Regions from separate parts of the Mus musculus genome. Here all the other regions are linked to region 1. A link is a contact called in public Hi-C, HiChIP or PLAC-seq and promoter capture Hi-C data. All regions are on one chromosome and are shown on one strand. The core of a region is the stretch at or near the end of the contact, and the rest is flanking DNA. Distances in the headings are between cores, read along the strand shown. Region 1 holds the start of Chd3 (chromodomain helicase DNA binding protein 3). Region 2 holds the start of Alox12 (arachidonate 12-lipoxygenase). Region 3 holds the start of Slc16a13 (solute carrier family 16 (monocarboxylic acid transporters), member 13). Region 4 holds the start of Asgr1 (asialoglycoprotein receptor 1). Region 5 holds the start of Dlg4 (discs large MAGUK scaffold protein 4). Region 6 holds the start of Eif5a (eukaryotic translation initiation factor 5A).

Evidence for each region. Promoter capture Hi-C pulls out the DNA fragments that hold promoters and counts their contacts. Hi-C and Micro-C count contacts between places; a contact is called where the count stands out from the background. HiChIP or PLAC-seq counts read pairs in DNA pulled down with a chosen protein or histone mark. Capture Hi-C pulls out chosen DNA fragments and counts their contacts.
Region 2: a promoter capture Hi-C map of liver shows a contact between it and region 1, with 2.3 times the contacts expected there. The contact joins the promoter of Alox12 here to the promoter of Chd3 in region 1. A contact is called at or near these places in 1 of 39 promoter capture datasets (liver) and 1 of 9 other capture datasets (liver).
Region 3: a contact with region 1 is called in an H3K27ac HiChIP or PLAC-seq map of large pre-B cells, with 3 times the contacts expected there. The contact joins the promoter of Slc16a13 here to the promoter of Chd3 in region 1. A contact is called at or near these places in 4 of 39 promoter capture datasets (the SN4741 cell line, cranial neural crest, embryonic stem cells and 1 more) and 3 of 115 datasets of contacts at active chromatin or transcription factors (bone marrow-derived macrophages, large pre-B cells and pancreatic cancer cells).
Region 4: a contact with region 1 is called in a promoter capture Hi-C map of neutrophils, with 2.8 times the contacts expected there. The contact joins the promoter of Asgr1 here to the promoter of Chd3 in region 1. A contact is called at or near these places in 1 of 39 promoter capture datasets (neutrophils) and 1 of 115 datasets of contacts at active chromatin or transcription factors (pancreatic cancer cells).
Region 5: a promoter capture Hi-C map of pre-B cells shows a contact between it and region 1, with 3 times the contacts expected there. The contact joins the promoter of Dlg4 here to the promoter of Chd3 in region 1. A contact is called at or near these places in 3 of 39 promoter capture datasets (cranial neural crest, liver and pre-B cells) and 1 of 115 datasets of contacts at active chromatin or transcription factors (pancreatic cancer cells).
Region 6: a Hi-C map of B cells shows a contact between it and region 1, with 11 read pairs. The contact joins the promoter of Eif5a here to the promoter of Chd3 in region 1. A contact is called at or near these places in 6 of 39 promoter capture datasets (the C10 cell line, the HPC-7 cell line, cranial neural crest and 3 more), 2 of 484 Hi-C or Micro-C datasets (B cells and uterus), 1 of 115 datasets of contacts at active chromatin or transcription factors (pancreatic cancer cells) and 1 of 9 other capture datasets (adipose tissue).

Annotation. Positions count from the first base shown.
Region 1 is chr11:69,367,557-69,371,119 of GRCm38.p6, forward strand. Chd3 (chromodomain helicase DNA binding protein 3) reads right to left here and starts at 1,870. Exons shown (of 40, transcript NM_146019.4): 1 at 1,580-1,870. The coding sequence starts at 1,835. It overlaps Gm32483 (a long non-coding RNA gene), which reads left to right and starts at 1,434. Exons shown (of 2, transcript XR_003949707.1): 1 at 1,434-1,522; 2 at 3,182-3,563.
Region 2 is chr11:70,253,453-70,257,015 of GRCm38.p6, forward strand. It overlaps Alox12 (arachidonate 12-lipoxygenase), which reads right to left and starts at 1,918. Exons shown (of 14, transcript NM_007440.5): 1 at 1,686-1,918; 2 at 957-1,158. The coding sequence starts at 1,820. The region is part of intron 2 of Gm40191 (a long non-coding RNA gene); the gene reads left to right.
Region 3 is chr11:70,219,443-70,223,005 of GRCm38.p6, forward strand. Slc16a13 (solute carrier family 16 (monocarboxylic acid transporters), member 13) reads right to left here and starts at 1,552. Exons shown (of 4, transcript NM_172371.3): 1 at 1,037-1,552; 2 at 753-896. The coding sequence starts at 1,235.
Region 4 is chr11:70,052,504-70,056,066 of GRCm38.p6, forward strand. It overlaps Asgr1 (asialoglycoprotein receptor 1), which reads left to right and starts at 1,852. Exons shown (of 9, transcript NM_009714.3): 1 at 1,852-1,985; 2 at 2,378-2,463; 3 at 3,494-3,563. The coding sequence starts at 2,397.
Region 5 is chr11:70,015,239-70,018,801 of GRCm38.p6, forward strand. Dlg4 (discs large MAGUK scaffold protein 4) reads left to right here and starts at 1,965. Exons shown (of 22, transcript NM_001370675.1): 1 at 1,965-1,995; 2 at 2,184-2,282; 3 at 2,548-2,588. The coding sequence starts at 1,977. It overlaps Acadvl (acyl-Coenzyme A dehydrogenase, very long chain), which reads right to left and starts at 190. Exons shown (of 20, transcript NM_017366.3): 1 at 25-190. The coding sequence starts at 86.
Region 6 is chr11:69,919,721-69,923,283 of GRCm38.p6, forward strand. It overlaps Eif5a (eukaryotic translation initiation factor 5A), which reads right to left and starts at 1,666. Exons shown (of 6, transcript NM_181582.4): 1 at 1,443-1,666.

The DNA of each region.
Region 1 (3,563 bases), core at 620-3,119:
ACCTGACAAGCCCCTCTCCCCTCTTTTTCACACCTTGCCGCAGGCAGCCCTGCGGGCAGCCCTCTCTCTCCTCAGGATCTTTAATTCTTCCCCCACTCCAAGGGAATCCTGAGGGCTCGCTGGAATAACTTTTTTCTAAACTTTTCCTCTTTTACAGGTAAACCTGACGAGGTTAGGGGTGAGGCTTTACCCAATACGCATTAAACACATTATTTTTAACACCCCCCACCCCCGGAAAAGCTGTCTCAACACGTGCGACAAAAAGTCACAGTGGTCAGTAAGACAGTTTTACAAATAACGTTTTAAAGTTTGGTGTGTGTGTGCTGCTCTGCCGCCAGAGACTTGGGGGTGTGGATGTCCCCAATCAGAGGTTGGCGACACCTATCCTAAAGAAGCTAGAAATCACTCTCCACTTGGAGGGTGGTCTGAGAGTTGCGCCACTGATCCAGAGAAGGGTCTGTCCCAAGCACAGCTGGACGTCCTACGCCAGTGGCAGGTGACTTGTCATCTCGGAGAAGGGTGCTGAGTGATGATGGTCAGGACAGAGCAGCTGGGTGGGCAGTTCACGCCCCCCAACGTGGTCAGGGTGTGTGGGTGGTTTCATCAAGAGAGTGACAGTGAATGGCAGCCACGTGAGAGTCACAGCTGGGCAGTTCGGCCACCCCAGACTGACGGGGTCACGAGGGGGGGATGGGGGCTGCACTTGACACAAAAGAGCCCGGGGCAGAGATGACGAGGGTGGGGCCGGGGGCATCTGGCTCCCCAGACATTCTCCTGTCTCTCTTCAAATCTGAGGTGACCCGAGACCTCGGCGGCCAGCTAGGGGGGAGTGGACGGTATGTCCAAGTCTTACTCCAGGAAGTGGTCTGCGTGGAGTGTGGCCACCACCTGCCTCTGGTCATCAGCCGCTACAAACATTCGCACGCCCCCTCCCACGCGTGCCACCGCACACCCCTAAGTTGGCGGGCACCGAAGTCCCTGCAGGTGGAGGGGCTGGTCCGCGGGCCACTGTCCCACCTCTGCTTGCCCAAGTCCCCAGCGGAGGGCGTCGGGTGGCAGTCAGCTCCACACCCCGAACCCACTCGGCTTCAGTCCGACCCCACCGGGGCCCGGCCCAAGGGGCGCTCACGCGGCCGCCCCTCCCCCACGCGCCCCTCCCCCCACGCCGCCGTCCGGTCGCCGGGGTCTCCGCGGTCCCTCGCTCGGCCTGGGAGGGGGGCCCTGGCTTCGCTACGGCCGTTTCCTGCCTACCCCCTCCCCGCCGAGGGTGAAAAAAATAAATCTCCTCCCCCGAAAGCCGCGACCAAGTGGCCCGGTCCGCGCGCGCAGCTCGCTCCCTGCGCTCTCCAGCCCGGGCGCGGCGGCGGCGGCGGCGGCGGCGGTGGCGGCGGCCGCGGTAGCGGCGGAGGAGGGGTGCGGCGGGGGAGGGGAGGAGGCCTGGCCCCAAGGCCGCCGCCGCCCGGACTGCCGGGCCCGTCTAGACCCGCCAGGCGCCCGGGACTCTCCTCGGCTCGGCCGAACCGTAGGTGCCGGGCCCCGCGGCTCCGCTCGGGCCCCGGGGAGTCGGACGGACGCTTACCTGGTGGCGGGGGCGGCGGCAGCGGCGGCGGCGGCGGCGGGAAGAGGTGGCAGCTGGGGGGGCTGTGGCGGTCGCGGCTCCGGTCGTGGCCCGGCCCGCGCCCGAGTACTCCCTCTTCGTCCTCCTCCTCATCGTCCTCGTCGGCCGCCTCCACCTCCTCCTCCTCCTCGTCGCCCTCTTCTTCCTCCTCTTCTTCCTCCTCCGACACCACCATCTCCTCCTCCTCCTCCTCCTCGTCCCTCAGAGGGGAAGCCATCCTGTGGCTCTGGCCCCCCCACCACCCCCCCACCCACCGCCCGCCCGCCTCCCCCACCGCTACCACCACCACCTCCTCCTCCTCCTCCTCCTCCTCCTCCTCCTCCTCGGCGGCGGCGTCCTCCTCCTCCTCCTCCTCACCGCCTCCCCCAGCCCCCCAAACCCCCGGGCCACCCCCCTCCAGAACACCCACCCCCGGGGCCGGCGTCTGAGGAGGGGGGCCGCACCACCCCCAAAAATGTTCTTGGAAAAATTTAAGGACTTTTTCCCCCTTCTGTCTTTCCTCCCAAGAGAACAAGAAAGGGAGATCGTTTAAAAAAAAAAAATTATATATATGTATATAAAAGTTTTCGACTTCTCTCTACCCCCCTCGGTTGCTTTAAATATATTTAAATTCTGAGGGGGGCGCTCAGAAATATTTCTCAGAGCTGAGGCACTAAGATGGCCGCCTTGAAATTATTTTTAAAACAACCCCCCCTCCAGCACTGCCACCCCCCTCTATAAAGAAAGAGAGAGGGGGGTAAAATCCCCTTTTAAAACAAAATGGCTGGCTTAATATTTCATTTTTCATACACCCCCATTCTCCCTGTTACATCCAATCTCCAAGCTTCTACTCAGAAACCCACAAATTTCTCCCTTTTTTCATAACTGATTAGTGCACAGATTAATACATTTTCCTTGTGTATTGAGAGAGAGAGAGAGAGAGAGAGAGAGAGAGAGTGTGTGTGTGTGTGTGTGTGTGTGTGTGTGTTGGGGGGCATGAAGGATTTCTGCATAAAACAAAAATGGCTGCTGTGACTTAACTCCCCCCCTTATAAAAATATTTGGGGGGGTATTAATCAGTACTCATGCTCAGTCTGACATCAGCATAAATTGTTAAAGGTTAACTAGTTAGATACTAGTCCAACTAGATTGAATTTTTCTTTTCTTTACTAGTCTTCTTCCTCCCCCCACCTCCCTTCTCTAAAGAAAAGCTTTTTTTTTTTTTTTCTGAATACTTCAGAAGGGAGTGGTTTGATGTGAAGGTTTTTTTTTTTTTTCCTTCAGGCATTGAAAAGGAAAAAGATGAAATATATGTTTATATATAACTCTCTACATACCTCATTGAAGTCAAAATGCATTTAATTGTGTACGTAGCTTTTAAATGAGAAATGGTACTGGCTTTTTTTTTTTTTCTCCTTAAAAAAAAAGTGACAGAAATCCTAGTGACTTTGGGGGGAGAGATATGAATAGATGATTGAGTTTTTTTTCCAAGGAGTCCATGTTTGATTCTCTCCTTTGCCCAGCCCTCAGTGTTCTGTGAATGTTGTCAATTTTATCTCTACTCTTTCCCTTCCTCTCCTCCAGTGGCTTGCTTGTAAAATCGTCTGACTTGAGAAATTAATTTGGTGGTGACTAGGTCAGATTTTTAGGAGAAAGAGGAGAGGGTCGGATCTGAAGATTGTGAAATTCTTTTCTCCTGTGTCATCGAACGCCTCTTCCTCCATGACCTTCGACACTGATAAAGTAGAAGAAACTGAGGCACGGGGAGAGGAAAGCAACTGAGAAGAGAGGAACGAGGTAGGGCGAACACTCAGGCCTTTTCACTGAACCGGCTGACCTGTCCTTTCAGACTGGATCCCAGTGTTTATCTTAAAGTTGTAGCAGGGATCAGATGAGCAGCTGAGCTGGAGCCCAGAAGTAAGTTTTTCCTACAGAGAATTGACAGAGCCGGCTCTACTGGAATAAA
Region 2 (3,563 bases), core at 668-3,167, 890 kb after region 1:
TTGCCTTGACTGATCCCTGAACACATTCATCGGGTTCTTGCTGGTTTGAGCTCACATTTCACTTCCTTCAGCCCACAATTTTCTCTTCCAGACCAGAATCCCATATCCTCCATGCTTTCCTGTTTCTTAAGCTCACAATCTCCTAATCTATTTCATCAATATCTAAAGTGGGGGTGGGGTGAGGGGAGAATCACGCTAATTAAGGTGATGAAATGTGGTGTCACCAACACCACACCTATAGCTACTTGTTGCTTTGGCTAATCTCACACCTTAAATTTCATCTGTTCACGTTCAGCGGTACTTTCATTTCCTGGCTTCGCCTCTGGAGCTGATCACTCTACAGCTACTGACTTGTCCTGGGTGCCGCCTCAGTGAAATCCACCTGTCTCCAAGTGTTCCCGCCCTTACCACCCTGGCTTTCACTTGCCTCTGCACTTCTCTTTCTCTGGTTTCCCATGGTAAAAATGTGAAGTTTTACGGGCTCTTTCGCATGCCTCCTCCTGCCAGGTGGTCCCCACCATCCAATCAAATCAGCCGACCAGCGGCCCTTCCTCGCGGCCCCGTTGCTCATTGGCCACCAGCTCTTGTTCTCTGAGCCCCTCACCTGTCCCTCTCCCCACGGGTTCCGAATCACAGTACTACTGTTTTCTTTACTTCTCCATTTGTGTCCCCGGCTCCATGACCTTCTTTCTATCTAGGAAAACAGAGTCTCCAGATCTCTTACTTCCCTCTTTAATTCATTTGCAACATCACTTATCCTGGGAAACACTTGGGGAATTCATAACTTCTCATTTCCTCACTTGCGCCCTAGAAACTCACTGTTCCGTTTCTGCCCACCCTTTCTCCAAGTTCTTTCCCTCTCCTCCTCTTTAGCCCTATTCCTCCACACCCTCGCCGCCAGCACTGCCCTTTCCCTCTTCGTCCACTCCCCCAGGGTAGGATGCTGCCCCGCTCACCTGTCCCCTCCGGGAGGCTCAGGATTCCCTCTCCCTGCACCCAGCGGTAGCAGGGAAACACGGCCTCTGCACTTGTCCCCGGCCCCTGAACTGTGATGAGGTTGCAGAACCAGGCGTCATCCACAACTGTGTGCTGTTTGTGCAGTTTCACAAACTGCAGTGGCCCCAAGTCCTCGGGAACGTCGAAGTCAAACTCCTCCTCCTGCGGGGACCACACTTAATAGAAGGGATTGGGAGAAGCCTTTCGGTGGCCGAGCCTCCCCTTTGTGGAGCCTCAGCTTACCGCAGCCGTCAAAGAACACACCTCGCCCCTGCTCTCCTTCCCTCTTCCACCCCTAACCTGTCTGGCGGGTCTAAGATGTCCCATTTCTGAGGGAAGACCAGCGTCTACAGCGCGCTGACCAGAGATTTGAGCAGATGATGACGATCATCGCCTGTCTCATCCCGTTCACTGAGCTCCCACCACACCGGAACTTGGAGGAGCTTCGACTGACCTCAAGTCCTGTATTTAAATCGGCTCTGGGGCTAAGAATGCAGGACTCAGAGGGCTGCCTGGGCTGGGGTGTGGGAAAGGAGACCACCCGGGGCCCGTAGTTGACATCACTCCCGGTGTCCCACCTCTACAAATCTCCATCGCGGTCTTACTGTCACAGACCCTAGTCTCCTGTCCCTTGCCATCCTCCTACTCTCTGCTTGGACAGTAGAGGGCCCCAGTTCTTGCTCACTGACCTTGCCCCGCGCTGGCCGCAGTTGCAGCTCCAGTTTCGCCTCCCGGTGCTCCCCAACCAGCCACAAACGCACTAGGTTGAGGGATCCGGAGAAGAGCCAGGCCCCAGTGACCACACGGACGCGGTAGCGGCCCATGGCTCCCTCTGGCCTCTCAGGAGGCGATCCAAGTTAAGTTCAATTCGAAGACCGCCCAGGGCCACCGTCGCCTCGGGGCCAGGTCCAAAACTTTAAAAAGATGGATCTGTGTCCCCGCCCTCACAACTCCTAGGCACTCCCAAGTCCCCGCCCCAGACTAGTCTGAACCTGCTAGCCCAGCCCAAGAACAGGCTTTGGGAAAGGGGTGTGCGTTTGGATCAGCTACAGTGGGAGCTAAGGAGGCCCTTCCCAAGGTCTCTGGGCTTTTAGGAGAACTTGCAAAGGGGTTGAAACCATTTTTCAAACGGAGGGAAAAGAAGTGTCTTTTCTGGGCTGAGAGGAATGCCTATAGCAGGTGAGCCTGGGAGGGCCTGGGGGATGCCCAGCTGCTAAAACCATCTGTGGTCCCCAAACACCCCCAGTCCCTGCTCTGTACTGCTTTTGAAGTCACCCCTTCAGTAAACCCCCAGGGATTCCCAGGCTGCCTTGAGCCTGAAAAGACAGCGTTTCCAGACTTAGAACCCCACCCCTGCCTTCTCCCCCACCCTCATGGTCTCCCACTCACCTGAACATAAGACTTTACGATTTCTTTTCCTTCCTTCCTTCCTTCCTTCCTTCCTTCCTTCCTTCCTTCCTTCTTTTCTCTCTTTCTCTCTTTAAAAAAAAAAGATTTACTTATTTTATGTATGTAAATACACTGTCACTGTCTTAGACACACCAGTAGAGGGCATCAGATCCCATTACAGATGGTTGTGAGCCACCATGTGGTTGCTGGGAACTGAACTCAGGACCTCTGGAAGAACAGTAAGCCCTTTTAACCGCTGAGCCATCTCTCCAGCTCCGACTTTAAGATTTCAAATACACAAAAGTGTCATGGGCCACGCATCTTGAGGGAGGCCAAGGACAGTGAATGATTTTGTCCAACCTCCTCCAGATCTCGGATGCAGAGTACCAGTCTGGGTAGGAGGGTGCAGTATAGAATCAGTTACAGTCCAGTGGGTGGGTTTCACGAGTTTATTTCTTCCAGGTAAGGAGAGTGAGCCTTTCTTTAGTGGAGCCCAGGTTGGATTTTCTTCCCAAGTTATCTCCTGGCCTTGGGTCTCAGAAAAGTAAAGTCATGAGCAGCGGTGAGAATGACACTTGGTTAGGGACCTTGTGAATAGTGGGAAACTTGTTCAGGACTCAGATTTTGTCACATGTACATGTCCCTAACTAGGTTCCTGTAAACTAAGATGTTCTAGTTTGGTGGCTAGGCCAGGGCCAGGAGGATCTGTTTTCTGGACCTAGGATGCTGCTGCTTGCAGGAAGGAAAAGTCTGAGACTTTCCAGGTCACACCTTCAGGCCTCCAAACCCTGGGCATGTCAGGTCCTTCGTGGGTTACTATTGCACACTCTCCAGGCCCATTCCTGCCTAGAAGTTCTGTGCTCTGGATTGGGTGTCTGTCAAGTGACAGCTCCCCCTCCTTTCAATGTTCCGGCGTCACTCTTTTCTCTACATCCCCTTGGTTCTCCACAGCAGGCCGTGGCCCTCTCCTCGTGCATTTTCGTGGGCCGTGTTTTGCCTTCTCAAGAGTTTGGTTTGTATCAACTAGATGATTCCTTAAGGTTACGTGTGTGTGTGTGTGTGTGTGTGTGTGTGTGTGACAGAGAGAGAGAGAGAGAGAGAGAGAGAGAGAGAATGAGAACACTAAGAAAAAGAACTGAACTTCTACACGAGCTTAATGACATGATGTGTTCAGACAC
Region 3 (3,563 bases), core at 302-2,801, 850 kb after region 1:
CCTGGGTGTTCACAGTGCTGGGTTTTAACACTTTCTAGCTGTGTGACTTTGTGTGTTCTGCTTACTCTCCCAGGCTCAACCACCTCATCTGCAAAATGGGGTTAACACACCTTATAACAGTGGGTCCTGACCTTCCTAATGTTTTGACTCTTCAATACATGTTGTGGTGACCCTCCTCCCCCAAACCAGAAGATTATTTTCATTACTACTTCCTAACTGTATTTTTTCTACTGTTACGAATCGTAATGAAAATATCTGAAGTCAGAGCATCTGCTATGTGACCACCCCCCCCCCCCATGAAAGAATTGAGCAACTCTCCCAACGGGATCGCTACCTACGTGTTGAGAACCGCTGCTCTATGGGATCTGGGAAGACAAAAGATAGTGTTCCTAAAGTACCTAACACAGAACTTTGGAATAAGAGCCCCATCTCTACTGTTTTTGGCTACATTAATCTTCCATTGCCCGGGTATGTAAGCATCGAAAGCGTCACTATTAATTTTTTAAGTAAGCAATGATATCTATTTCGGTCTCTACCTAGCGCAATCTTAATAACAACCTCCCTTCTACCCTCCAGTCCGATGGGTTTGGGCTTGTGTTTTCTGGATTATCTCTGACTTAGTCATTCAGTTTAAGAATTCCCTTCAGGGCATAGGTTCTCCCTGAGCCTTTTTGGAAAGAGGTGGAAGAAGGTGAAAAACCCAGAAGCTTGAGATACAGGCCTTAGACTTCTGCCCTTGCCCAGGGTCTCACCTGACAGCAGCCCAATACTCAGGTATAGGTGGGTCAAGGAGGTAGCAAATGAAGCAAGCAGCATCCCCAGCGCAGCCAAGATGCCCCCAGTCATCACCACAGGCCTGGGCCCCAGCTTCGTGCTCAGGGCACTGCCTATTGGGCCTAGGGAATTGGAATGGGTTCTGCGAGGTGGTCTCCGCCACCCTCCCTCAGCATCCTCCCGACCCTTTCCCCTTTCTGGTCCCCAAATTCCCTCTTTTCTCCGAGGGTGGCAGGCCACCGCACCCGGACGCCGCACTCACTCCCAAACTGCTGCACCGCGATCCCTATGGAAGCGATCCAGGAGACTCTGGCTGCCTGCTCCTCAAACGCCGCCACAAATTCCACGAAGAAGACACCGAAGGAACGGAGTACCCCAAACACGAGCGCCGACTGGAAGAACGCTGAGAGCACCACCATCCATCCCCAGCCCCCGTCGGGGGGCTCAGCCCTGCGCACCATTCCGAAAGGAACAAAGGGGCAACTCCTAAGAGCCCCTGCCTGATCTGGGCTTTAAATCGCTCACTTTGGCCCTCCCACCTACCCTGCAGGACGCTCAGCGCTAAGCTGGGGCTGGTAGCTAGGAAGTTACTGATAAAGCATGTGGCGCCTGCGCCTTTCCCCAAGAGGAAGGAGGCCCTATAAACCGGGACCTGCCACCGACACAGGGCCGGGTTAGACCGCAGCTGAGATCCAGACTCCAGCCAGATGATTTCTTTAGTGGTCAGAAAATAAAACCAGGTTCGGGCCACAACCCTAACGAGAGGTAGTCTGGTTGTGGATTATGTTATCTTTGAGGATTTAACACCTGCCTAAGTGGGCCAACATCCAACACTTGGTTCGCCAATTAGGATGCAGGTCTCCAGAGCAGGGGGTGGATCTGGAGGGGCTGGGCGGGGTTTACAGCATTGTTCAGGACCTGCAGTGAGAGAGGGGCGCATGCGTAGGGAGGGGCATGAGGAAGATAGGTCCCACGTGACAAGGGACCTAACCCTGAGGGTTCTGCGGTTCTGCAATCACATTTCCAGACTTGCATCAAAGGGCTGGTTGTGGATAAACTGGTCCTGGCCAGGCAGAAACTCACTTGCTTAGTGAGGGATCCAAAAATTGCCATGCAGCGTGGGTATGAAGGGACAGGTTATGAGGTAAGAGTCAAACTGACAGAGCACCTGGGACGACTAGAAAAGCCCTGAAAATTCTAGACGGCTGAGCCGAGGGCGGCGGAGGAAGAGGGAAGACAGGAACGCGCAGACTGTGATCCTAGCTGCTCGGGAGGCAGAGGCAAGCTCATGGTCAACGTGGGCAATTTAGCTAGACTCCGTCTCAATTTTGTTTTTCTTTGTGTTTTTGTTTTTTACATAATTAAAAGGGGGGTTACAGGACCCATTGAACTGGTCCTGGTTCAATTCCCAGTATTGCTGTTATAAAGCGGGGAGGCGGGGAACGAGGACCGGTGACGACCCGGAGTCCTGGCATTCGTTTCTGTAATGAGAATTATTTTCCTGCCGTTTCCGACCCCACTAGCAGGAAACTAGCAGGTCACTGAGACCAAAAATAACTGAGAAGAGGAAGGGCGGCTGTCACACCACCAGAGTCCCCCATTACCACCTACTTTTTCCTCAGCAGTGCTGGAAGCTTTCTCTTAGCCTTCTAGTACTGGCCACTTCCTAACCAGTTGTTTTGTTTTTTATCTTATGCTGAACACCTTGAGAGAGGCAAGCTATGACCCTGGTCTCTGGAGCAGTCAGCCTCTTATCTAACCAGAGCTCTAGAGGCACTGCCCCCTCACCTCCTGAGAGCAAAGACTTGGGCTTTTCTTTTATGGTACCTCAGGCTCCCCAGGACTCTGACCTTTGAAACCTTGGGCTGGGAATTCATATGCAGAACAATGGGGAAAGAGGCAAACGAGAGGGGGATGGTATAAGAAGTTATGCTTTTAAGAAATCACACTGTAGGGGCTGGAGGGATGGCTCAGCAGTTAAGAGCACTTGCTGTTGTTCTTTCAGAGGAACAAGGTTCAGGTCTTGTCAGCTCCCGCACTGTTCCAGGGGATCTGACACCTTCTTCTGGCCTCCACAGGCATGTACCCATCTGGGTCACTTAAATACATGTAGGCAAAACACTACACATAAGGCCTGTCTGCAACCCCAGCTATTGAGACCGGGCTAAGAGGGTAGCAAGCTTAAGGCATGCTGGGACTTCAGACTGAGGTAAAGGCTAATCTGGGCAATTTAGTGAGATCCGATCTTAAGGAACTTGGCTGTGTTGGCATGTTCCTGTTACTCTGGTGCTTAGGAGGCAGAGTCGAGTTTGAAACCAGCCTGAGCTACATACAAGACTGCCTCAGAAGCCCAAAGAGGGGCTAGAGCGATGGCAGAGCAGGCGAAGCAGAGCTGATGCCTCGAGTTCAATCCCTGAAACTCCCTGGAGAGTGGAGAGTGACTTCATAGAGTTGTCCTCTCACCTCCACACGTACACACGCCACACATGCATGCACAGCAATAAATTAGGTAATTAGATATATACAATGAAAAGCTCCCGCTGGTCATGGTGGCACACACCTTTAATCCCAGCACTCGGGAGGCAGAGGCAGGTGGATTTCTGAGTTCAAGACCAGCCTGGTCTACAAAGTGAGTTCCAGGACAGCCAGGGCTACACAGAGAAACCCTGTCTCGAAAAAAAAAAAAAGTAAGCTCCCCTCCCTAAACCCAAGGGGGCTTGGGCTCTCCTGGAAGTCCCTGAGTTCAATCCCTTGCACAAGCAGAACCAAACCAAACCATGGTACATTTC
Region 4 (3,563 bases), core at 602-3,101, 680 kb after region 1:
GCCTCGTGGACAGGCCTGTGTGGTGAGGAACAGAGGAGTCTAAGCAGCAACCCACAGTAACTTGCCTGTCCTATGAGTGAGTCACTTTGGCAGTTGATTTTCCAGCCTTAGTCCAGTCTTTCAACAAACACAGCACTGACTGAGATCATGGTTGTGTCCTCAGGAGAGATTATTCTGAGTCAGAACCAATGGTCGAAGCCGCACTTTAACCTTTACAGTGGAGATGGTCTGTGTTTATTGTTTAAGTTGCTAAGTTGTGGGGTACTTACTTTGTGGTAAATGACTGGTACACATATCCAATGGGATATATATATACATATGTATATATACTATGTTATATGTTATATATTATACTTATACATAGTATATGTATAATATATATTATAAAATGTATCTCTCTAAATAGAAATCTATTGAAAAGGGATGAAAAACTACACACACACTCATTCATACATCCACAATCCACACTTAACATTTATTCAAGCATGTGTGTTAACATTAGTCCAGTACTGCTCTCTGATCCATGAGCTTAGGGCATGGCTCTCAGGTATGAACTGTATTTCAAAATGCCTTCTTCCAGGACAATATGCAAATAGAAAGATGCAAAAATCCTGAGTTTACAGCATTTTCCAGTTTTACAAGCTAGGGCTGAGGTCTCTCTAGCACTGAGAGAGCAAGAGGCTCGGTGCCCCCTGCTAGTCCCTACCTCTATGAGTAGAGCTACTATTCAGACTGGATCTGTATCTGTTTGCTTGCCAGAATAAACTAGATTGTAAGTGGCAAAATCAGAGAGTGTTAAATTAATGGCCCAATTTTCACCAAAATCGCTGGCAGCAAGCCCGGTTCATGTAAACATGCGGATTTTTAGGACACAGACAAGCAAGGACGCACAGAGTAGTTGGATTTATGTAAGCGGCACCTTCCTGAATAGCTCACAGGCTCTAGACGGCCACAGAGGCCACTCCTCACTGTGGAGCCTAACAGGAGGAGGATTATATGTTGAATATTGCTCTTGTCCCAAGCCTGAGTTCTGACAGGCCTCTCTGAAGCTCTCAGGACCATGAGGGGCCATGTTTAAGCCTCTCTGGGGATTTGGGGACCTGGTGCGTGGGACAGCTAAGGATCCCATTCTGAGTGAGGTGCTGGAGGCAGCACACAGGTCACTGAGTTGGGCTGCCCGGGTGTTAGTCTGTGCTCTTCTGTGTAGTATGGCTTTGAGAAGCCCTTGTCTTCCAGAGCCTCAGCTTTCTTGCCTGCAGAATGGGTTGTTCTCTGGGGATGAGAAAGGTTGAAGTCCTGGGGCATATGGTAGAATCAGTGATTTCTTGGCCCTGATCCTAGAGGGGAGCTGCTCCTCCTGTTACCACTGCGCTGCTTGGAGGACTACCATAGAGTGAGTCAGTCAGGTTAGGGCTGAGGAGCCTGGAGCTGAGACCCCAGGAATCTACAGCTTGCAATTATAACACTGAGGTCACAGGGCAGGATTGGGCAAGAGCGGGGAATCAGTTGGTGCCTCTGATCCTGGTCAGGGATATTTGGAGATACGGACAATTCTGGGAAATTCAGGACCGAAAGGGGGAGGGCTCTGAGGGCAAGCAGCAAACTGTTCCCTAGCCTTTTAAGGCCTGTCTCACCCACAAAAAGGTAACAAGTATTGAACATGCGGAAGTGCATGCGTAGATGTGTGTGCCTCTGTGTGTGTGTGTGTGTGTGTGTGTGTAGACTCCCCTTTTCTGAGAAATAGAATAGAGGTCACCCATGCCTTCTTTCCTCCCCTATACCTCCCCAGTTCCAAGTCTACTCCTACCTCTGTTTATGGTTCAAAGTCCCGGTGTTGGTGATGCCAGGTTCAGCGTGCTCGGACACACATGGGCCCTGGATGGACCCTGTCCCCTCCCCTCCCATTGCCCAGGGCTCTTCACCTGGTTCTTCAGGCTTCAGCCCCCTCCTTAGCCTGGGCTCTTCGTGGTGCTGAGGGACCTTCAGTAAGTACAGCAGGAGGAGAAGGGATGGGTGACAGCCAAGAGAGAGTGGCTGTATGGGTTCACATGCGCAGTGTGTGTGAATGGGAGAGGAGAGATTTTTCTTAGACAGAATGTAGCCTTGGTTAGTCTGGAATGCACTCTGTAGACCAGGCTGGCCTCGAACCTACAGAGATCCACCAGACTCTGCTTCCTGAATACTGGGATTAAAAGCATGTGTCATCATGTCCAGCTAGAGGATAGATTTTTGGATGTCAGGCTTGGGAGCAGATAGGGTTAGGGGAGACAGAAAGTATGTCCACCTAGTCAGATGTAAAAGGGAACTGGACTTCATCCAGCTCTGAGTCTGTTAGCCTCGGCCTCAGCTCTAAAGGCTCTAAATTTGGCTGTCCTAGGTCCGGATCCAGTGCCATCATGACAAAGGATTATCAAGATTTCCAGCACCTGGACAATGATAATGACCATCATCAACTCCGGAGAGGTGAGAGGTGCTCCCTTTCAGAGAGGCGAGGGGTTCTCCCCTCTGGAGGAGAACATCAGTGGCTCTGTCCCTCCGACTCAGCTCCTGTGTCCTGTGGAGATCCCTAGCTCTGTTCCATACACTCAGAAAACAGTGGCTGCATCACTCTTGCTGGGACATAGGGTACAGGGCATAGTGTTGGCATCCTCAGTGACAGATGTCCAAGCTTCCTCCCAATGTTACCCATTTCTCAAGACCCCAGGCAGAGGGTGGCTCCAAGGTGTGGGGCCTACTGAAGGTCGGGGGCATGAGCTTATTGTCAGCCCCGTCTGAAGTTAGGTCCCTTTCTTCTTCAGTTTCAACAGTGTGTATGTGGAGGTGGAGGTGGGGATGGGAGGTGATCAGGATCAGTTTGACTTAAGGGACCCTTGGAGAGGGGGCTGAGGGTCTCAGCACGGATGAAAGATGAAGCATCTGCTCTCCCTACTTTGTCCTCTGAGCAGGGACTGTCGTGTGCCTGTACAAACAAATACAGAGCTCTTGAGGTATCCCAGGTGGGCAGTGTGCTTTTATGCAGGAAGGAGCACAGGAGGGGAAACGGGGCGGGGGGGGGGGGGCAGGAGGGAAAGCCCGCAGGCCAACCGACAGGACTGAGTGTCATTTTCTCCCTTGGTGGGAGAGGCTCACCTTTTCTCCTTGCATGCAACCAAAGACGCACAGGATTCACGGAAAGAGGAGGAAACCCACCCTTCCCACACTTTGGTGGAGCAATGACTCCCCAGGCGTGGTTCATCGTCTGTAATGACAATATTATGCCACAGGGTGGCAGCAGAGGTCCAGGGCTTCGGGAATGCTAGGGCAGGTCAAAGCTTTGCACTTCTGATAACCCCCTTTCTTCCCTATCTTTAGGTCCTGCAGGGTTGTCCACGGCCCACATTTCTTAATCTATACGGCCCCTCTTAGTCTACTGGAGAGCTTAGTTTGCGCTCTTCCTAATACCTCGGGATTTAGGTTGGCCCAGGTAGTGAACTCTTGATACGCTCTCTTGCAGGGCCGCCTCCCACTCCACGGCTCTTGCAGCGACTCTGCTCTGGATCCCGCCTCCTCCTGCTCTCCTCGAG
Region 5 (3,563 bases), core at 715-3,214, 650 kb after region 1:
AGTGTCCCCTTGCTATATACGGACCTTCGGGCCCCCAGCCGCAGCAGCTGTCGCCCCACACTCGGGGTCATCCGAGCCGACTGCATCTCCAAAGCCGCCGCCGAAGTCTTGACCACTGACCTCTTCTCTTCGCGTCTCGCCTGCCCAAAGGTTGTGTGTCTGGGCCCTGACTCATGCTCCACAATGCACTGCGTGGTGGGGGCGTGGTCTTGGGCCTCGATGCATGGTGGGAGCTGAAGTTCCGACGTGTGCCCGGTCCCTGTATTCTACCTGACCTAGGGTGATCCATCTTCAAACGATCCGTTTTCTTTCCCAAACTCTATAGAGCCGCTGGTCTAAACTAAAGTCTGATCCACTAAAAAGGGAAGAGATTAGATAAGAGAAGGAAGAATTAAATGACTAGAAGGTTGGAGGTAGACTGGAGGGAGGACTTCCTAGCTAAAGTTAAAAGAGAGAAAGGAAAATATCAGATGCAGAGACCTGGATTATAAGGAAAAAAATTCTCCTTCAAATAAAGAGGGGCGTGAGGTGGCAGACTCAAGCTGGGGTGTACTCTAAGCGAATTCTGAGATCTAGAAGATTTCACCAACTTAAAACACTTCTAAAAGCGCGTAGTAGGCACCTCTAGTCTCTCATGGACTTTGGGAGATAATAAATCACGATCACTATGAATTTGAGGCCACATAGACCCTGCTAGAGTGAAGACTCCAAATACATAAGTCTTAGGAAATGAATACTTTTTTTTAAAAAAGAACTTTATGTGTGTCTCTGTGTGTCTGTATATTAGCGTGTGCACATGGGTGCAGTGCCTATAGATACAGAGACCAGAAGCTGTGGAGCTGGAGGGAAGTTGTGAGTCTCCCGACGTGGTTGCTGAGAACAGAACTAAGGTCCTCTGGAAGAGCAAAATGCATCGTGTGTGTGTTGTATGGTTTTTGTTGTTGTTGGTGGTGGTTTGTTTTTCTGAGACAGGGTTTCTCTGTGTAGCCCTGACTGTCCTGGAACTTACTCTGTAAACAAGACTGGTCTTGAACTCAGAAATCTGCCTGCCTCTCCTTCCCAAGTACTGGGATTAAAGGTGTGCGCCACCACTGCCAGGCTAGTTTTTTTGTTTGTTTGTTTTTTAATTTATGTATGTGAGTACACTGTAGCTGTCCTCAGACACATCAGAAGAGGGCATCGGATCCCATTATAGATGGCTGTGAGCCACAATGTGGTTGCTGGGTATTGAACTCAGGGCCTCTGGAAGAGCAGTCAGTGCTTTTAACCCCTGAGACATCTCTCCAGCCCTCCCTTTTTTTTTTTTTTTTTTAGGCTTTAAAGGTTTATTTTAAAATTTTTATATATATGAGTGTTTTGTGTGTATATATATATATATATATATATATATATATATATCCCACCAAGGTCAGAAGAAGGCATTAGATCACCTGCAACTGGAATTACATACAGTTAGCTGTACACTGCCATGTATGTGGACACTGGAGACTGAACACAAGTCCTCTGCCTAAGAGCAACGCATGCTCTGATTGCTGAGCTGTCTTGAACCTCATCTAAAAGTCTGCTTATGCGAGTGTGCACTCACATAAGCCCTTATCAGAAGACAACTTCCAATAGTTCTCTCCACATTTATGTGGGTCCCTGATGACAGGCTTGGCAGTGAGTTCCTTTACTCAGTGAGCCATGTCACTGCCCCCGACCCCTTCTCAGTATGGTCAGGCCTGGGGAGAAAAAGAGCTTAACTCTGGGTTGCTGGGACTGCCTTAGATAAAATCCTCTTTCCCACTCACAGAAAAGCAGCTAAATTATGCCTGGCATTTGGGAAGGTACACTATGCGGAGCAAAGTGTTACCTGGTGACCTGGGGAAGAATGGAATCTAGACCGATTGTCCACTTTACTAGCTACAACTGCGTAGGCTGAAGGCAGCTCAACTTCAATCTTGGCGGATTAGGGAGATTAAATCGAGAGAAGAGAGATGTCCCAGAGACCAAGAGGTGAAAAAAAAAAACCAACCCGGGTCTTTGAGGGGGTGATCTGGATCTGGGATGGGGGCCCAGGGGCTCCTTCTCTTCCTGAATCTATCCATGGTGTCTGGAAAAAGAAGACAAAGGCTGGGAAACCTTAGATGACTAAGTGGGTAAGTGGCTTGGTCTCGATCCTTTGTCACTTGCTTTTTTACCAGCTCCCAGGTCAGCCCTCTGGCTACTGGCCCCCCCACTACTGCGGTGGGCACCTCCCCTCCTCACAGTGCTGCACAGTGATCTCTTCCAGGCCTTGCTGGGTGAGTAAGGCTGGTGTTCTGAGGGGCCACAGTGGACAGGGCTGGCCTGTGGTATGGGGTCAAGCATTACAGGTTCTAGGCTGGTTGGAAATACTCAGAGCATCTAGTCCAGGCTCTCGCTTGTATAGAGCCATCACACTGTACCTCCTAGCAGCATCCATCCTAGCCGGAGGAGCCTCTCTTGACACACAGAAGCCAGGGGTAGCAGGGGTGGCCAGAGGGCCCCGGGATTTGGGAGGGTGACTTAATTCTGTTCCTGTGACAGACATCCTGGACTATTATGAGGCTTGTATCTCAGAGAGTCAGGTAAGGTGATGACGGTGGGTGCCTGGCTTCCTGACTGCCTGAGCTGGCAGGACTGGAGGGACAAGAGTACATTCTTCTAATTCTAAACTGAGACTTAGGGGCCCAGGCAACATGATCCCTAGTACTGACTGAGGAGTTGGGGCACCAGCAGTGCTGTCTGTGGGCAGCCAGCCCTATGCCCTTTCTCCTTTCTTCTCCCCTTTCTTGCATTGCCCCAATTTCAATACCAGGAAGTCCAGGTCATACTTAATTACTTTTCAGACTTCTTCCTGTGACTCCTAGGGGAGAACTAGGTCCCCAAGATTCTCTACTGCCAGCCCCTCCCTCAACCCCTTACCCCACGCTATGGCCTCCCTCCTGCACTCAACCAAGGAGGGATGCTCCCCTCCCAGCTGTGGGCTTTTTTCCTCTAAGGAGGAATTCCATCCTCCTCATCTTTGCTGTCATCACCGAGGTTAGCCAGGTCTCCATGTTTGCCGTAGGGCCTCTCTGCTTGTGCTTCTAGCTCCTTTCCCATTATCCGGGTTCCTGCCAGCAGTGAAGGAGTTAACACTGCCAAGGCACCCCCCCCATTCTGGCTCCTAGCTCCCTCCCTCCCTCCCCCTGCTTCCTCTCTCCTCCTCTCTCCCCTTCCCTCCTCGGCTCCGCGGCTACATCGGCCGCTGCCATCTCCAACCCCCCCCACCCCACTCCCCCGCCACGGCCCCTAGCCCCTGGCCGTTTGGCAAGACCCCCGCATACCCCGGGGCTTCCCGAAATCCAGTTCCCCTCCCCCATCCCAGCTCATGCCCCAGCCCCAGAACTCCGGGGCTGCCAGCCCCCTGTGCCCCTACCCCTCCTGAGAATCGGGGTGTGCTCCTCAAGCCCCCTCCCCTCCACTGGGGAGCCCCTTTTAGGGTCCCCCCTCCCTTCCACGCTCCCCTACCCTTCTCTTCTCCAACCTTCTCCTTCCCCTCTCACCCCTCCCCCCATCCT
Region 6 (3,563 bases), core at 416-2,915, 550 kb after region 1:
GCAGCAATGAGCCAGCTGAAGGGCGGGGCTAATGGAGGGGTGGAGACGGAGGACAAGGCCCCACCCAGTTGTTACACCACCCCCCCACCCTGTCCACACACAAGCCAGTCATTGGTACAGGAAACCACAAGGCCTCTTTGGGGGATTCCCGCCTCCAACGTGCACTTGCAGATGCAGTCAAGGGAGAGAAAGTAGTTTCCTAAAGGATCCCACTGCCAAACATTTCGATCTCAGTTCCCGAAGGGAACTCAGCCTTTTGTCGATGGCCCTCCCACTTTTCCCAGGATGCACCAGTCCTGTCGGCTTTTCAGGCCCAGCCTGTACAGTCAGTAGAAAGTGAGGGGTGGTGAATGACAATAAAATGAAAGCAAAAGATTCGTAGTAGTAATAGAAATCGTACTAGGCTGGCAGAGTAAAGGACTTTAAAACACAGTAACTCCCAAACAAAACACGACAGGGAAGGCACTGGCATGGTGAAGATCGAAGATCACCGCAGGGGAACTAGAAGCTCACTACTTTCAGGCGCTGTCGGCATGGGCCGAGAAAGAGTTGGGCATCAGTCCAATCGCCCTCAGTTTCCCCACTTTTCCCGGTTTCCCCAGCAAAGCAGTACCACTTACATCTGGCTGGACGTCTCACTTCATATGAAGACTGAGGGATGAGCTCCAGAGGCCCATGAGGCTGGGGAACACTAACATATGCCTGCAACGGGCCCTGCGGGATGAGTGAGACCCAAGGGTAGGGTCTCTCCCGCACGCCAAAATCCAAGGCTCCGGAGAAACCCAAAAAAGACCAGAGCTCCTTGCGCTGAGGGTTGCCGGCTCGCGCCCACCATGTGGTCGCCCGGGGCTTCCGGTGGCCCGGGCCAGGGGGGAGGGGTCCCCGTGCAGCCATGCGGCCCCGGTCAACGTTCGGCCGCATGGCCTCGGACCCCGAGGGCAGCCTCCAATGGGGAACACTTCCGGTGCTACGGCTGCCCCTGCCCCAAAGCTGCGCCAGGCCAGGACCATGCCGCCTCCCCTCCCCCCGCCGGCCGCCAACCCCCTCCACATGCCCTCACCTAACAGCCCCCTCCCCCACCTCACGTGGCCGCGCAGCGCCGGTCCTCAACCGCACAGGAGCCTTTGCCCTGTCTGGGCCGATCTGGCCCCGGGCCCTCGCCCCGGCGTGGCCGCCTGGCGGCCTCTCCCGCGTGGCGGCCTCGCGGCTCGCCGTCCCCCGCCCTGCGTCGCTCCAACGTCACCCGGCCGGCCCCAACCGTCACCCCTCGCGCCAACCGGGCCCTGCACCCGCCTCTCCGCACCTCGCGCCGCTCCCTCACCGAACCCGTGCGGCGACAGCCGCCGCTCCCTTCTGCCCCCCTCCCCGACCCCCGCGTAGTTCCGTCTCTCGTTCGTAGCTCAAACCGAGGTTACGCGCAGGCGCGCCCTGCCCGCTCTCACCTCGCGCGAACGCACTGACTTGACCTGGTCCGCTCGCCGCGAGCCCAACTGCTGCCTCCGAACCCGCTACTGTGCTGCCGCCGCCGCCGCCGCCGCCTCTAGCGCCGCCGCCGCTGCTGCACACGGGTCTTAGTACGCAGGCGCCGACTCCCCACTGACCAACCAAGCAGCCCTATGACAGCCGCGCAAGCGTGCTAGGTAGCTCCACCACCTTCCACCCCCGCACTGCGCAAGCGCATGGACCCTCCCCGATCTCCACCCTCTCTCCCACCTACCCATCGGATGACGCACACACGTGACCCCGCCCCTTTCCAGTCCGTAGTGCTTCCAACCAGTCGGCAATGCGCAGGCGCACCGGGTTTTTTTTTTTTTTTTTTAAATCCCTTCAACCTCTTCTTCCCTCCCCTTGAGCGACAGCTCGCTCTACCGGGCAACCCTTGCGGCTGCGCAATACAGAACCCTGCACTCCACACCCTCCGAAGGAAACGCCTGGGTCTCAACGCATGCGTGTTAGGAATCCTAAACGCCCCTTCCACCTCAGACGTCGTCCCTACGCGGGGTGTTGAAAAGACCACGCCACTGTGCTGCTTGCGGCGTCAAGAACGCATGCGTCTGAGCAGGCGCCACACCTCGGCTTTAACTGGAATTGAACAACTCACAAACACGTTTCTGAGAACCTTTCTAGTTAGGTGTGTGGCTCTTCTCCGAATCGCTGTCCCAGCTCTGCACGTGCTCAAGAGACTGCTTTCCGTGGGAGACTCTGCTCTCACGCTAGTGTGGTCGGATTACAACCATCCCGGCTTCGGTACTTTACACAACTTGTGCGCTATAGTTTCAGTATCCAGAGCTATCCGATACAAGCCACCATCTTGTCTAAACCCTGGTTAGTGTTGATTCCTAAGGTTCGCATAGAAGCTTTTCCTTTCTAAATCCTAAATAAAGAGAACTACATAGCGTTTCCGATTGTTTTCCCAGGTCGGCTTGAGGTTTCTAAAAGGAAATGTCTAATGTTTCTTCCAAAATCAAACTCCCTATGAGAAGAGTGGCTCTGGACCAGGCGACACAGACTTTATTGCCAGATCGCTAGGAGGCTGAGACTTGTTATAAAGCCAGCACATAAAGTTGGTCTTGAAATTTATGATGCCTGTAATCTCTGAGTTTGAGAAACTGGAGCAGGAGAATAGAAAAAAACAAAACAGTGCAATATTAAATTACTTTGACGTTATCTAAAGATGAGCGATCAGGATTCCTACTCCTTAGATAATGCAGGCGTGGTGGAGCACTCCCTTAATCCTGTAAGAGCCAGGTGGGTTCAAGGCCAGTCTGGTCTGTACAGTGTGAATTCTTGACTCAAAAGCAAAACAAAAAAATCTGGTCTAGGAATCTAAACCTTTTTGGTGGTAGTGGTGGTTTTGTTGTTGTTTTTCAAGACAGGGTTTCTCTGTGTAGCTCTGGCTGTCCTGGAACTCACTCAGTCGACCAGACTGGCCTTAAGATCCACCTGCCTCTGCCTCTCGTGTTGGGATGTAAGGCATGCACTGCCACCTATAGTTTTGAGAAATCACTTCAAATTACTGTACTTTTAATTTCTTTACCACTAAGTAAGGATATTAAATGATATCTTAATCTCCAACTTACTGGAACGCTTGCAAGCACTTAATTGGAATTATTACGTGTTTGTGTAGCACAGTAGAACTATCCACCCTATATCTTTCAGTCACTTTTCCTGAATTTTCTGTCGTTTTCTGTGGAATGCCAGCACTGAGAAAGCTGAGATCAGCAGATCAGTAGTTCAAGGCTATGGTAGCCTACATAATCCAATCCTAGCCAGGCACAGGGCCTGCCACCCTCCCTCCCTGTAATTGCAGCACCTAAGGACCCAGAGGCAGAGGAAGGAGGATGGGAAGTTTATGGTCATTCTCTGGGTGTGGTAATACATGCCAGTAATCCTATCTCCTGGCTAAACAGGAAGATTGCCAGCCTGTGCTACATAGTAAAACCCTATTTTAAAATTCTGTCCCAGTACTGAAAAAGATATGAACTTCTGGACACATGTGACAACTGTAAAAGCCAAATGGTGCAAAGCTTGGGGCTAGGGCTATTCAGAGACAATTAGTAGAA